Linked DNA regions of Mus musculus: all the other regions are linked to region 2. A link is a contact called in public promoter capture Hi-C data. All regions are on one chromosome and are shown on one strand. Each heading gives the region's core, a stretch centred on a gene start, on an enhancer-like site or on the middle of the called end of the contact. The rest is flanking DNA. Distances are from core to core; before and after follow the strand shown. Region 1 holds the start of Fam168b (family with sequence similarity 168, member B). Region 2 holds the start of Ptp4a1 (protein tyrosine phosphatase 4a1). Region 3 holds the start of Ptpn18 (protein tyrosine phosphatase, non-receptor type 18).

Region 1 (4,520 bases), core at 1,405-3,904, 3.9 Mb after region 2:
GCCCCGAGACAATATGTCAATATGTAAACTGTTAGACTACAAAAGGATGTAGCAATGGGAATACCTACACTTTAAAGTACTTCCTTAAAAAGGGCAAATACTGTAAACTTTACTTCAGTATGTGAGGAACATGGCTGCAAAGAGTGTCGTCCCTCCCACCCATACTTTTATGCCTGCATAACAAATAAGCAAAGAGACACCTGGAGCAGCACCTGGTTTTCTTGTGCCACTGGTCACACAGCAGCCACCAATCCTTACTCTGAGCTGGTGTGGACAAAGCATCCACATTGACTGCAGGGCCAGAGTTCCTAGGATTCTCATTTGAACTTACTCAACTGTGGGAATGCTGTGGGTGGTTTGATGCCTGCATCAGAACAAACCATCCAACCGTACCCATAAAGACTGCACAAATCCCTCAACAGTAACAGCAACATCACAAGCACATCGTTAAAATGAGAGGTCTGTCTGTCTGTCTGTCTTTCTTTTTTAAAAAGAATTTGTGTTTAATGAGGCTAGAGATTTAGCTCAATGGTAGAGTACTTAAGGCCCCAGGTTCAGTCCTCAGATCCAGGAGGGAAAAAGATATAATTACAAAATAGACCCTCCCGATTAAGGTTCTCAGGATAGTTTTTTATTATTTATATTTATGCTTGTGTCCTGTGAGTGAATGCTGTGTGTGTGTGTCAGATCCTTTGGACCCGGGTTACAGGGAGTTGTGAGCTGCCTAAAACAGTGCTGGGAGAAGAACTGGAGGTTCTGCATGACCACGGAGCACTCTCAACTGCCCAGCCATAGCTCTAGTCCATAGTTTGAGTTTTAAAACATAAACACTAGTGTTGAGCTGAAGTGGTAACTGCAACATTTTAAAGGTCTTACTAGTGTTTCATATCAACACGAATTTCATGGTGCTGTAACTGTCTCTATCCCAGAGATAGATGCTTAAATAAGTAAATTACAGATTGATTAGAAAAATATCAGCATTGGAAAGTTTTCCTTATGTCTGATAGCAAGGAGAGTAGTCTTGCAAGAAAACTCTCTAGTCCACCAAATTCAGCATTCACTGCTGTCTGTGCCCTTCCCAGACAACGTCGGGCTTTTCTGTAGAGAAGTCTGATCTCAAACAAACAAAACTACAGAACACAGACAGAAGCCAGGCATCACTACTGAGACACTAACACATTCATGCTTCGAAACTGTTCTCAGCTGGGCCATAAAAATTAACCGTCTATAAGACAAGCTAGGAAGACAACTCCCTTAAACCATAGGACCTTCGAAAATTATTTTTAACATGCATTTTTTTTCTTCTTCTTCTCATCTCTGTCTAACATTAAAATGGACAGAAAGGCAGGTGTAGAGCTAGCCCAAACCAATCTGAGACTGGAGAAAAGTCCAGTAACAGCAGCCAGCGGTTTCCTCCTCCTTCCTGGGTTCCAGGCACTGGCCTTATACAGACGGTCACTTCCACCCTTAGGGGCAGGAGGTCAGGAGAAGGGCAATTCTATCAACCGCTTCTCAACACCTCCTAGGTGAATGCAGAGACAAGCAACTCAAAACCCTGAAGCCCCCGCCTACTAGACCTTAACTTTCATTTGGTTCTGGTTACAATTAATTTTAACACCCGTAAAGCTTTTCTCACATGTCAAAACATTCCAAAAATGCTGCACGAGTAAACTACAGACACTACCGAAAAAAAAAAAATGAGCCAGCTTTATACAAAGACTAAAGAAAGCAAGCCCTTCAACGATTTCCACCACAGTAGCTTCGGCATTAGGAAAGGTGGCCTAGATTTCTCAAATCTTGGCTGTCAAAGGGAAAACCACTCATTAGCCTTTGACCTACCGAAGTTTTAAAGGCCGTCCTAATTACTTGCACCAGAACTACTCTAATTTAAAATCTTGTCATACTACAGAAAATCATCTCATCTTACACAAGGCGAAGTGGAGAGTTTAAGGCATAGGAACTGCCCAAACCTTTTTTTCTTTTTTTAAATTTTTTTTAAATGTAAGGTGTGTATGCGCACATGTGAACCTTTTCACTAGCAAACCTCCTTGCACGCAGAACACTCCAAGATGTTTACGTGAGTGCTTAAAACAATCAGCTCAGACAATGCAGGAGATACCACGAGAGAGAACACCCAGCCGAGGACGCGCTGGCAGGTCGTCCTTCTCTTTTTTCAGATGAACCTGGGCCACGGCCCGGAACGTCCTTCCTTTGCTAAGGTACCCTCCGAAGCCCACGTTTTCCAGCGAGAGGGGGATCGCCGGGTCTGCGGCGGCCCCGCGACCTTCCCGCCCCGCCCCCCGGCCCGCCGCGGACAAAGCGGCGCCCCTGCTCCCCGCGCGGCCCGACCAGGCGCTGCACAAAGCGCCGCACTTCCGGCCCGCGCCCGCCCGCCCGCCCCGAGCTGCCGCCCCCATGCTTCCCGTACTCACGGTGGCCTGAGCCTCCGGGACCGGCGCGCGCCGGCCCGAGCCGGCACGGCGTGGGGCTCGGCGACGGGCAGTGCCCAGACGACGCTCGGTTGCGGCCGACCGCTAGGCCCGCGCTGCCTCCCGCCCGCCCGCCAGCCTCGCCGCGGCCCCCGCTCCCGCCGACGCTGCGCAGACACCGCAGCCCACGACCTCACTTCCGCCCGCCGCGCGCCAGCCGGGGGCGCGCCGGGCACGTGACGCAGCTGCGCGCGCGCGCCCCGAGAGGCTTGCGCGAGATGCCCGGATGCTAGGACGCGCGCCTAGACTGCGAGCCTCCGCTCAAGCTCCGGCTAAAACCGGGCTGCAAACATCCTTGTAGAAAGTAGTTATGGCCCGTTGTAAGCATTTCCCCTGTTTTGTCCTTGTTTGGTTTTGGACCAGGATGGCCTTGAATTTACAGCTCTTCCTGCATCTACCTCTAGAGTACTGGCCTTAAAGCGACAGCCACCGAGCACAGTCCTAAGATTTTATTTTTAATATGCGTGTAAGTGTGTAGCTGTGTGTGGGGTTGTTCACAAGAGTGCTGGCATGTGATCCTCTCTAGCTGGAGTTACAGGGGATTTCTAGCTTTCCTACGTGCGGTGGTGATGGAAACTTCTCTGAGCCATCTCTGGGATTCCCCACCCCCCTTTAAAAAGATGTATTCGTTTTGTGTGTGAGTGTTTCGCCTGCAAGAATGTGTGTTCACTGCCAAGTACCTGCTTAACGCCTACAGAGGTCAGAAGAGGGAGTTACAGATGTTTATGAACCATTCTGTGAATTGAACCCAGGTGCTCTATAAGAGCAAGCAGCAAACATAGCCTTTAACCCCAACATTTGGGACGCAGAGGCAGGGGGATCTCTAAGTTAGAGGCCAACTTGGTCTAAGGATTGATATCAGCCAAGGCTATGCAGAAAAATTCTGTCTAGAGAAGAAAAATAATCACTGAGGCATCTCTCCACCCTCTTTTCTTTTTGATCTTTCAGTTCCAAGGCCACCAAAAAGATTTTTACCCCGGTAAGCTTGCATCTGTCACAGAGCTAAGAAATAACAAGCACTTAGAGCAAGCCCCAAACCACACTGGCTTCACAAAACAGAAAAGTCAACATCAAGTATGCATGCTAGGAAATGTTTGGGAATAGAGAATAGTAAAAAAGGGGCAGTTAAGCTTCCTATCAGATATGAAAGCATATTTAAAGGCTGCAGCCGATAAGCTCACTAGTGCACAAATAATGAACCAATGGAATGTAATGGGAAATCCAGAAGTATACTAAAACAATTGGGAGAAGTTGACATCTAATAAAATATTTCATATCACTAGGTGCTATTATTTGGATCTTAAAGGTTCAAAAAAAAAATCTACATGTTGATGTCTTGGCTGCTAGCCTGAGAGCTGACACTGTGTATGCTACACAGACTCAGAGATTTGCCTGCCTCTGCCCTTAAGTGCTGGGATTAAGGACATGTGCCACCATGCCTGGCTTTTCCCACCATTTTTTTTCCACAGCAAACATGACTAGCTGAGGATGAAGAAGGATCACTAAATTATTGGTACTGGGGCCACCACAAACGTATAGACTGTATCTGTAACTCATGCACCAGAATAGATTCCAACTTTTAAAAAAGGCATACATTTTTAAGTGTGGAAACAAAAAAGAAGAGAACATGGGGAAGTTCATTTCTAAATATGGAGTAAAGAACTTCTCTTGTCAAAAGCCACCAACAATGCCTATGAGGAACACTGATTGGAGGGGCAAGGAAGTGGGATTAGCAGGTTAAAAAGCTTTGCACTGAAGCCTGGGGGTCCTCAGAGCCCACTAGTGAAAGAGAACAGTCTCCATTAAAATTTTGAAAATGTTTTGGAGAAATCACCTTAAGGAAAATTAAAAGGCACTTGATTAAGAATGAAACACCACAAAAGGTTAATCTCTTTAGTATTCTGAGACCTTCCAGAGGCCAATAAGAACCAGTTATAGCCGAGAACATATAAATAGGTCTCAATAATATGGAAAAAAAAAGTCAACTGTATCTCTACATACACACAAAAAAATTCAGGTTAAAACTTTAAG
Region 2 (4,835 bases), core at 921-3,420:
CATATCCTACTTAAGACAAGTTCAAATAAAATATACACAATATTATCTTTTTGCTATTTTAAAACTCCAATTCCACTTCTCTGCTGCAAAGCTAAAATCCAATTCAAATATGAAAAGAGGAAATCAAGACTTTCTAATGGTCTCAAACAATGTAACCATAACTATGATCATTGACAGATACATTTCCATAAGTTCCTCCTTAAAAAAGCTAAAGCAGATTGGTGCCAGCACCAACTAGTATATTCATAGTCATACGATACTTTTTCAGAGTCTATGCATAAAAGCCTTTCAGATAAACCCAATAGAAGTAAAATGGGAATTAACAAAACCCTTTAAGGTCTATCTACTCTAGGCAGTTTGTGGTGGAAAGAAAAGCAGTTGCACTTAGTAACAAGAACACTCAATGACAACCGTTGTCCTTCAGAGCAAACTACTCAAGTAAAATCTTGAAACAAAAAAACAAACAAACAAACAAAAAAATCAGTCAAAAATTCCCTGACTATTTTTATAGTGAAACAAAGGAACTAATCCCCCAAACTCTTATTTACTAGGAGGTACCACAAGCAAGACAACTTATTCCCGACACGTGCCCTCACAAAGTACATCTATTCAGTGCGTTAAAAAACCCAGTGTAAATTACCAGTAAAGATTAATACTTCAGAGAGCAGACTCCCTCCAATAATCTCAAAAATATTATTTATTTATATATATACATATATATATAAATACATACATATGTATATATATTGCATATATAAAAATCTTTTGCCCGTGTATATAAAATGGTCCTAAATTTTTTTCTTCCTTGTTTTTGTTAATTTGGCACTTTATTGAACATTCATACACAGGTCCGATATAGCTTTTAAAGAGTTCCATTAGGAAGCTGGAGGGCAGCAAGAAAAAAATTTTCCTGAACTGCTTTGAAATGAGTGGAGCCACCCAGTGGCTGGAGGACACTTCTGTTAAAACAGTGGAGACCACCGAAATCCTTCTTAATAATATCCTCCCACTCCCTCACAGGCAAAACCTCAACATGATAGGCAGCCAAGATACACGACGAGATCGTCCCATTTTAATTGCATGCACCATAAGCAAAAAAAAAAAAAAAAAAAAAAAAGGATCATTTGTGTGTGTGTATGTGTGTAGCATTAGCTTCAGTCTGTCAGACTCTAGAATCAAACCAGTCTGTGGGATCATCTGCTTTATCCAATTCTGTTCCAAATACACTCAGGTTTCAGGTAACGCGCCCAATCTAGCGCGTGTGCAAGCGCTGTTTCCTTCCGGGAACAGATCGCGATTTTCTGGTTTTCCAACCGTTTTAGCCGGCACGAAGCAAACAGCAAAATAATAATAATAATTAAAAAAAGCAAGCCAGGATAGGATTCATGACCCCTAAGCTCCGGAATCCAGACCTCTGGTCACCGCACAGACCGTTCCGACACCGTGGAAATTTCAGCTCGCCAGCGGTGGAATGGTGCAGGGCTGCTCGCTCAACAGGAGCCGCGCAGTTCTGCCCAGCAGCTCCTGTTGCTCCAGCCCAAGAGCGGACCGCCCCACGCGCAGCCCGCCTCGGGGCCGAGTCAGAGTCCCCCTCCGCCGACCGGGTCGCCACTACCGAAGCCCGGCGGCGATCGGCAAGCCCGGGCTTGAGCGGCGCGCACAGTCGCGAGGTCCGCAATCACGGGTTCACGGTGGCGAGCGCGGGCGGCCACCGAGGCCATCTTGGGAGGCCCCGGGCGCCCGGTCCCGGTCCCCCCGCAGCCCCGCCCCGCCCCGGCCACGTCCACGACGCCCGCGCGGCTTCTCGGAACAAAGGCCGCAGGGTGGCACGCGCACAAAGCCGCTGGGCTGCCCTGCCGGTCGCTCCGGGTCCGGGCCCCGCCGCCGGCGTTTCGGTCGCCCGGCCACCCTCCTTTCCCTCCTCGGTCGCTCGCTCTAACAAAGGCCGGGCCCGCGGTACTCACAGGAATATGTCTACTCATTGAAGATTGTGGCCTAATCATACAGCCGGTCCCGAGGCGGCGCAGGCGGCGGCGGCAGGGCAGGCGGCGGTGGGCGTCGCGGGGCGGCGGCGGGGATGCAGGCGGCGGGGGCACCAGACGACCATGCAGTGAGCTGCCCGAGGAGCGTCGCCGAGCCGGCCGCAGCCCAGAGCCAATGCGCGCGCCCAGGCGCCCCTGCGTCACAAGTCCGCCCCTTTATAGCCGGCGCGACGTGCGCACAGGCGGCAGCCAATCACGGCGCGGGACGCCTGCGGCTCGAGGCGGGGCCCGGGACGCAGACGTCACTCGGGGCAGCCGCCACCGGTGCGAACCGGTTGATGAATGGCGCGGTGTGCTGGCTGGTCCTCGCCACCAAACGCTCCGGTCGCTAGAGCCGCGAGTTCGCCTCAACTTGGAACGCCTCTCCGGCGGGCGGAACCCTGTAGCCCGAGGCCATAGCTCTGTCGCGCTGGCCAACGGTTTACCTTGGCCCTTGCGCCCGGGGATCTCCGTCATCACTCCATATTGATGTCGCATGACCGCTGGGCGGCTGACTCACCGCTCCAGAGCCCGGCCCTAGTCTGGGACTAGGGATTCTCGTCACCACGGGCACTTCCACGTGTGGGAAGGCTCTCCGCAGAGATTAGCCGGTGGAACCCAGGAAATGTCCCTATTTTTTTTTTTTTTTTTCTTTCGAGGCACGTGAAGCCTAGTTGCTTCCTAGCCTTTCTTCTTCTCCCCCCACCCCCTTTCTTTTTAGGTTACACCCCTAAACTGCTGATTCTGGCAACTGCAGTTGGCTCGTTTGTGGCATTTCGAAATCACATGCATCCTTTGTACTGCTGCTCATTCTCAGATAATGAAAGGTTAGCTTTTGCTAAGGGGAAGCTTTTTTTTTTTCTTTTTCTTTTTAAATTAAGAATCTTCGGCTTTATCAAGGGCTGATGTAAGTTTTTGCGTCAAAAGCTAAGCTTTCCCCTTTTGTTGATCTTCAGTCCTGTTCCAGTGTCCTTTTAATCTAGGCTTCTAAGTGAAGCCTGAGTGCAGCTGTTTCTGATCATACAAGGGCAGCTTTTATCTGAAAACCCTTTCTGCTCGCTTGTCTAGGACAGGTAAACAGGACCTTTACCTGCTTTGGAGAACTCAGCTTTCCAATAACACTGAGGCCTTTTGTTCCCTGTTTTTCTGCACATTAGGCCGGAGAAATCATAAGTTGTGCTCTCTCTTATTGTGTACCGAATTTTGTGATTTATTAGCACTTCTATTTAGAGACTTCCTTGCATAGTTACTTAAATGTCTTATAAACATGCAATCTGTAAGCAACGTAAGTACATTAAAAAAAGGGGGGGGCAGACCTTTAATAACAGCAACAACAACAACAAAAAGCAACTCATCGTCATTAAAAATTGCTTGGCCAGGGATCCATTTAAAGTCAAGAACTTGAAGCATAGATCCCTTCACAAATAGAGGTAAAGTGAGGTAACAATTAAATTATGTAAGTCCTAAGAAAATGCAGGGAGATTAAAAGAAAAGTCTTTGAACAGTAAAGTGAAGTTGAGCAGACCAGGAAACTCAACCGAAGACAGATTGAGTATTACAGAACTAAAACCTTTCATATGACCAGTGACTTTGGGTAAGTGTTACTTAAGCTTTGGAAAAACATGGGCAGAATAATTAGTGACTAGCTTGGCCAACTTGTATTAATAACATACTTAGGCATATTAAATCTGCCTCCCCTATTCCAAAGGTTGGTCAACACTGTAAAACAAAAATAATGACACCTTTTCCAAAGGGGAATTTGGTGAGCTAAAATAACTGAGCAAATAGCAAGCAAAGGTAAATCAGTGTCTTGGTTTCCTTGTAGAACTCGTGATGCAAATTGTGAGCTGTGTAATCCACAGATCCCGTAATTGCTGACGATATTTGCTGATGTATGGTACTTGGTTAGCTGTCCTCATTGAGCCCTAGAAGATTGGCTTCTGCTCTCAGGAAGGGGAATTGTCTCCACCGGGATTATCCTTTTATAAGGAATTATCACCCAGTCCTATTTTGGAAAGGGACAGATTTCCATCCTTTGCTGCTGAAAGAATGTATCTTAAACCAGATATAAACTTGTTGGTCAGTCCACTCAATTCTCACAAGGCAGTCAGAGTCTCTTTGGCAGCTGCTGTTACTTGGTGTCTTGGGCTGGTTTCTTTGTTTGCTGAGGGTGTCTGTTCTAGTCATTGAATAGTTGGAAGCTGATCCCAGGAGTAAGTATCCCAACATTGAGCAAGGAGATCCCTGTGGACCAAGTCAATAGGACTTACCCACTTGTGGTTGGCACATTAAGCACCTCTATTTAACAGACTTTAAAAGAAGAAAACAACCTTGAAAATCTAGTGATTAGACTCCAGAAATCCTAAGTGGAAGGGAACCACTTTTGCCAAACAAGATGGCCACTTGAAGCTCCTTAATAAAACCTGTCCTTGGAGCTTTTATCAGCATATGCTAAGTATCAAAAACATTACCTAGAAGATAAGCAATGCAGGGAAGGTCACCACGGAAGATTAAAGGCCTCAGAAGGCAACAGATCAAATCCGAATGAGAATAGAGAATCTTTTAAGCACAGCACATCTGTAAACAATGATTCTGTTTATGCCAAGTGTATAAAGAGATTTCACTCTCAGAATCCTTGGATTATATGGGGCCATAAAAGCCCCACCAAAGGATTACATTTACATAGCAAAATGATATTGTTGCACAGAAAGATCACAAGTGACATTATCAACTGGGGACCACCAAATAATGTATATGTGGACTAAGTATATTTGGTATGGGCAAGTAACCAGATAGCTAGAGCTGGGTAGCAGT
Region 3 (4,279 bases), core at 1,750-4,249, 3.5 Mb after region 2:
TTGCTTCTTTGGGAACCAATACTCTAAGTCCCCACAGCCACTCAGGACTTTATTGCCCTTCACCCTGCTCCTGAGGATGCTGACTCCCCAAATGCTGTTAGTAACATTCACTGACCTCCAATGAACTCAGCAATTACTGTCCACCCTCAGTCATTCCTGCTCACCCCCTTAGAACACACAGGTGTGAACAGTGACTCCCCAAGAACTTATAATAAGTAGGTTAGAGTTCCCCCACTTTTGAAAGCTCAAAACAATTTATTTCTTCATATATACACATATATATACATATACATAATGTATTTTGACTATATTCCTCTCATTCTCTAGCCTCATTCCTCTTCCTGCAGATCGCCCTCTTCACAAGCTCCTCTCCTACTTTCATGTCTTTGGTGTGTGTTTGCCCCATTGCATTTAACTGAGCTTGCCTGAGTAGGTTGAGCAGGCAGGGGGGGGGGTCATTTATCGGAATGAGGGAAACCTACCAGTGGGTGTAGCACTAAGGAGTATGCCTCCCTTTCATAGCTATTAACTGTCTATAGCTTCTCAGGGAAGCATGAGGCCCCCTGTGCCCAACTTAATGATGATGGAACTTGGGTGGGCCCAGTGTTAGGAGCTCACACCTGCAACTGCTAGGTCACATCCAGGAGACAATGTTTCATGGCACTCCCAACCCTCTGCAGCGTTCCCTGACTTCGGAGAGTGGATACAGACGTCCCTTTTAGGGCTGAACACTTCACTCACCCTCAGTACTTGAACCAGTTCGATATTACTCTCACCTCCCAATATTTAAGCGAGGTCCAGCAAACTAGCGTCTGCAAACCACATTTAAAAAAAATTGCGACAAAAATCCAATGATTGGTGTCAATGTGGTTTCTAAAACTTTTAAAAATTCTATTTGGCTGGTTGGTGGTGGCACATGCCTTTAATCCCAGCACTCTCAAGGTAGAGAGACAGGTGGATCTCTGTGACTTAAAAGCCAGTCTGATCTACAGAACTAGTTCTAGGTCAGCCAAGGCTACACAAAGAAACCCTGTCTCAGAGAAAGAAAGAATTTATTTTTATGTATCTGCCAGTATATCTGCGCAATGTGCAAGCCTGGTGCTGTGGAGGCCAAAAGAGGGCATTGGGTCCCCTGGAACTCAAGTTTCTGGTGTTTGCAAGCCATTGTGTGGGTGCTGGGACTCAAACCTCAGTCCTCTGGAAGAGCAGTCAGTGCTTTTAACTGCTGAGCCATCACTCCAGCCCTCCTAGCATTTTTTAAAAAAATTACATTTACTTGAGTGCTTCTGCACAAGGCATAAGGAGGTCAGAGGACACTGTATGGAAGTGATTTTTTTTCCTTCTACCATGTGTGTCAGGGGATGCAGCACTTATTAATAGGTGTGGCTGCAAGACCTTTACCTGTTGAGCCATCTTACTGCCATCTTCCCCATTTCAGTGAAAAAGTTTTCATACTATCACCCTCATACTATCTGGCTGTTTTGCATTGCCACCACTGGCAGACCCACAGTGACGTAAGACAGAGATCTAGCGATAAAACCCAATAAAGTCTTGTCTGGCTTTTAAAGATGCTATCCATTCCTTCATTTAAACACTGTGATGACCAAGTTGACAGCCTTTTACCAATGATCCCACTCATCTTCCAGTGACTTAAAGCACTTCTTTTTTTGGTTTTTCGAGACAGGATTTCTCTGTATAGCCCTGGGTGTCCTGGAACTCACTCTGTGGACCAGGCTGCCCTCGAACTCAGAAATCCACCTGCTTCTGCCTCCCAAGTGCTGGGGTTAAAGGCGTGTGCCACCACCGCTCCGCTCAGCATGCTTAAAGCACTTTCAATTCGCCTTAGCCCTACTTTTGCACACGACCCCAAACGGATCTCCTCAGAGCCCTCCCTCAACAGAGAGTTGGCAATGCTTGAAATTCTTTGGTTCCCTTGCAGGTGGTGCTACTCCATCTGCTGAAGCCTGTTTTGGAAAGAACCCCCTTTTATTTTCTTTTGTGTGTAGGGAGATACACCCTCACTATAGAGCCTGTGTAGTTGTCCAAGGACAACACTCTGGAGTCGATTTTCTCCTTCCACCATGTGGGTCCTAGGTATCAAATCCAGGTTGTCATGTTTATTTAGTGGCAAGGCATTTACCTACTGAACCATTCCACCATCATTAAAACATTTTCCTTTCTCTCTCTCTCTCTCTCTCTCTCTCTCTCCCTTCCTTCCTTCCTTCCTTTCTTCCATTTTTTTTTTTAACTTTGAGACAGGATTTCATCACAAGCTAACTTTGAATTCACAATGTAAGCTAGGGTGACCTTGACTTTCTGATTTTCTTGCCTCCACCTTGTGAATGCTGGGACAGGCACTCTACCAATTCAGCTACAAACCTTAGCACGGCTCTTCTCCAGTCTTTAGTCTCCAGGACCCCAGGAGCTTCAGCATAAGATCTTCTTCAAACTCCTGAAGGGGGACGGAGTGAGTGTTGAGACCACTTTTCCTCCCAATGCCTCTCTAGTCTCTTCCTCCCTGAGGGGTATGGGTTAAGATCCACAAGTTAGGACTGAATCCTGGTGTCCCCGCTTTTCCAGCAGGTTCCAAAAGTGAAATCACACCCCCTACCCTCAGAAATAGGCCTTTTCCCAGAGCAAAGTGCAGGGAATATATTTATTCGAAGTCCCCGACCTCTCTCATATTCCGCTGTCGCACGACTGTGAACCTCAGCGCTCGCAGGACTCCGGAGCAACCTTGGGAACCCGGCCTGCGAGATTGAGAGCGCAGCCATCCCCCTGGAAAGGCCAATGGGACTGAGCGTTCCGTGCGGACTCCACCAGCTTCACGGCAGCCGAAGCACCCGAGGCGCCAGTGGGGAATTGCGGGACCCGCAGCTACTTGGACGGCCAGTTCGGCTGCGGTGGCAGCCAGCACCTATGGGCGGGACGAACGGAGTGAACTCCTAGTGCCATTGGCCGAGGAGCCTGCCAATTACCGGTCTTCATTGGCTGCTGGAATGGAGGCCCCACCTCGCAGTGGCTAAATTCTCGGAGTCGGATCACTCCTTGTGGGAGACCTCAGAGCGGGTCGCAGCATGAGTCGCCATACGGACTTGGTGAGGAGCTTCTTGGAGCAGCTGGAGGCCCGGGACTACCGGGAGGGGGCAATCCTCGCTCGTGAGTTCAGCGTGAGTGACACTCCAGCCATCAAGCTTCGCAGCCAGGCGCTCCCCACGGCTGTCCACCTGTGCAATATGAAAGCTCTGCCTTTTCCTCTCAGCTCCCGGGGCGTCTCCTCCCTCCTGCTCTCGGCTTTCCTCTTCCCGCACTTCTCTCACCCTGACTCTCCCAGCCTTCCGCACTTTGCCCACAGGTGCCCAGAGGGTGAAGACGGCTACTGTTTAGGAGGAGCCAGACACACTCAGGTGTCGGTGTCGAGCTCCCGGTGCAATCTTCTCCCTAGCGGGGCCGTGGCTTCCGCCGTGGAGGGAGGCAACACACCTGCGCTGGACTCGAGTCCCCAACCCGGGCCACTCCTGGGTCACCTTGTAATCCCAGGGAGGAAGTGGTTTGGGGCAGCAGAAAGAGGAACGAGGAAACTTGTAGCCTAGCCTAGGTTTCGCGTTACCAGTCTATCCTAGGGCTTTTCAGAACTGTGGCCCTGGGAGCTCTGACTTCATTTTCACCTGTTTTGAATTGTGAATGATAAAAGACAAGCCGGTTTGAAAATTAGGTGGTTTGGGTAGATGCACCTAGCACGCGTTGGGTATTCACTGGCTATATTAACTGTATGCACCTGCCTTTAACATGGTTTACAAAGGTTGTAAACGTTACCTCGGGCCAATCAAGCTTGTGAGAGCTACTGCCACTCAACAGCCATGGCACACAACATGTAATGACGTATTTTAAATAGAGTGACATGATCCAAATACGTAATACACTATCTCAAACTTAGAAATGTAAATGACAATGATATAAAAATAAGTGTGACATTAAATGATCACTTACAGCCTGGCATGGTGGCACATGCCTGTAATTCTAGCAGTTGGTAGCCTAAAACCGGGGGATAACCATGAGTTCAAGGCCAGCCTGAATTACATAATTTTGTGACCACTCTGGAATACTCTGGAGATTGTTTCAAAGAATGAAAAAGATAGTTTACACAGGCCAATATGTAAACCAGTAACAGTGAAACTCTGGTGGTGGTGCATGCCTTTAATCCTAGCACTTGGAGGCAGGGAAAGGAAGGTTACTGTAAGTCTGAGGTCAGTCTGGTCTACACAGTGAACTCCAGGAC

What was found. Promoter capture Hi-C pulls out the DNA fragments that hold promoters and counts their contacts.
Region 1: a promoter capture Hi-C map of pre-B cells shows a contact between it and region 2, with 5 times the contacts expected there. The contact joins the promoter of Fam168b here to the promoter of Ptp4a1 in region 2. A contact is called at or near these places in 4 of 39 promoter capture datasets (cranial neural crest, frontonasal cranial neural crest, pre-B cells and 1 more).
Region 3: a contact with region 2 is called in a promoter capture Hi-C map of pre-B cells. The contact joins the promoter of Ptpn18 here to the promoter of Ptp4a1 in region 2.

What each region holds. Positions count from the first base shown.
Region 1 is chr1:34,840,396-34,844,915 of GRCm38.p6, forward strand. Fam168b (family with sequence similarity 168, member B) reads right to left here and starts at 2,655. Exons shown (of 7, transcript NM_174997.2): 1 at 2,433-2,655.
Region 2 is chr1:30,947,585-30,952,419 of GRCm38.p6, forward strand. It overlaps Ptp4a1 (protein tyrosine phosphatase 4a1), which reads right to left and starts at 2,171. Exons shown (of 6, transcript NM_011200.2): 1 at 1,965-2,171. It overlaps LOC115487084 (a long non-coding RNA gene), which reads left to right and starts at 2,287. Exons shown (of 1, transcript NR_164183.1): 1 at 2,287-3,754.
Region 3 is chr1:34,456,747-34,461,025 of GRCm38.p6, forward strand. It overlaps Ptpn18 (protein tyrosine phosphatase, non-receptor type 18), which reads left to right and starts at 3,000. Exons shown (of 15, transcript NM_011206.2): 1 at 3,000-3,170. The coding sequence starts at 3,078. Gm32504 (a long non-coding RNA gene) reads right to left here. Exons shown (of 4, transcript XR_373299.3): 1 at 3,013-4,279; 2 at 2,675-2,917; 3 at 1-2,518.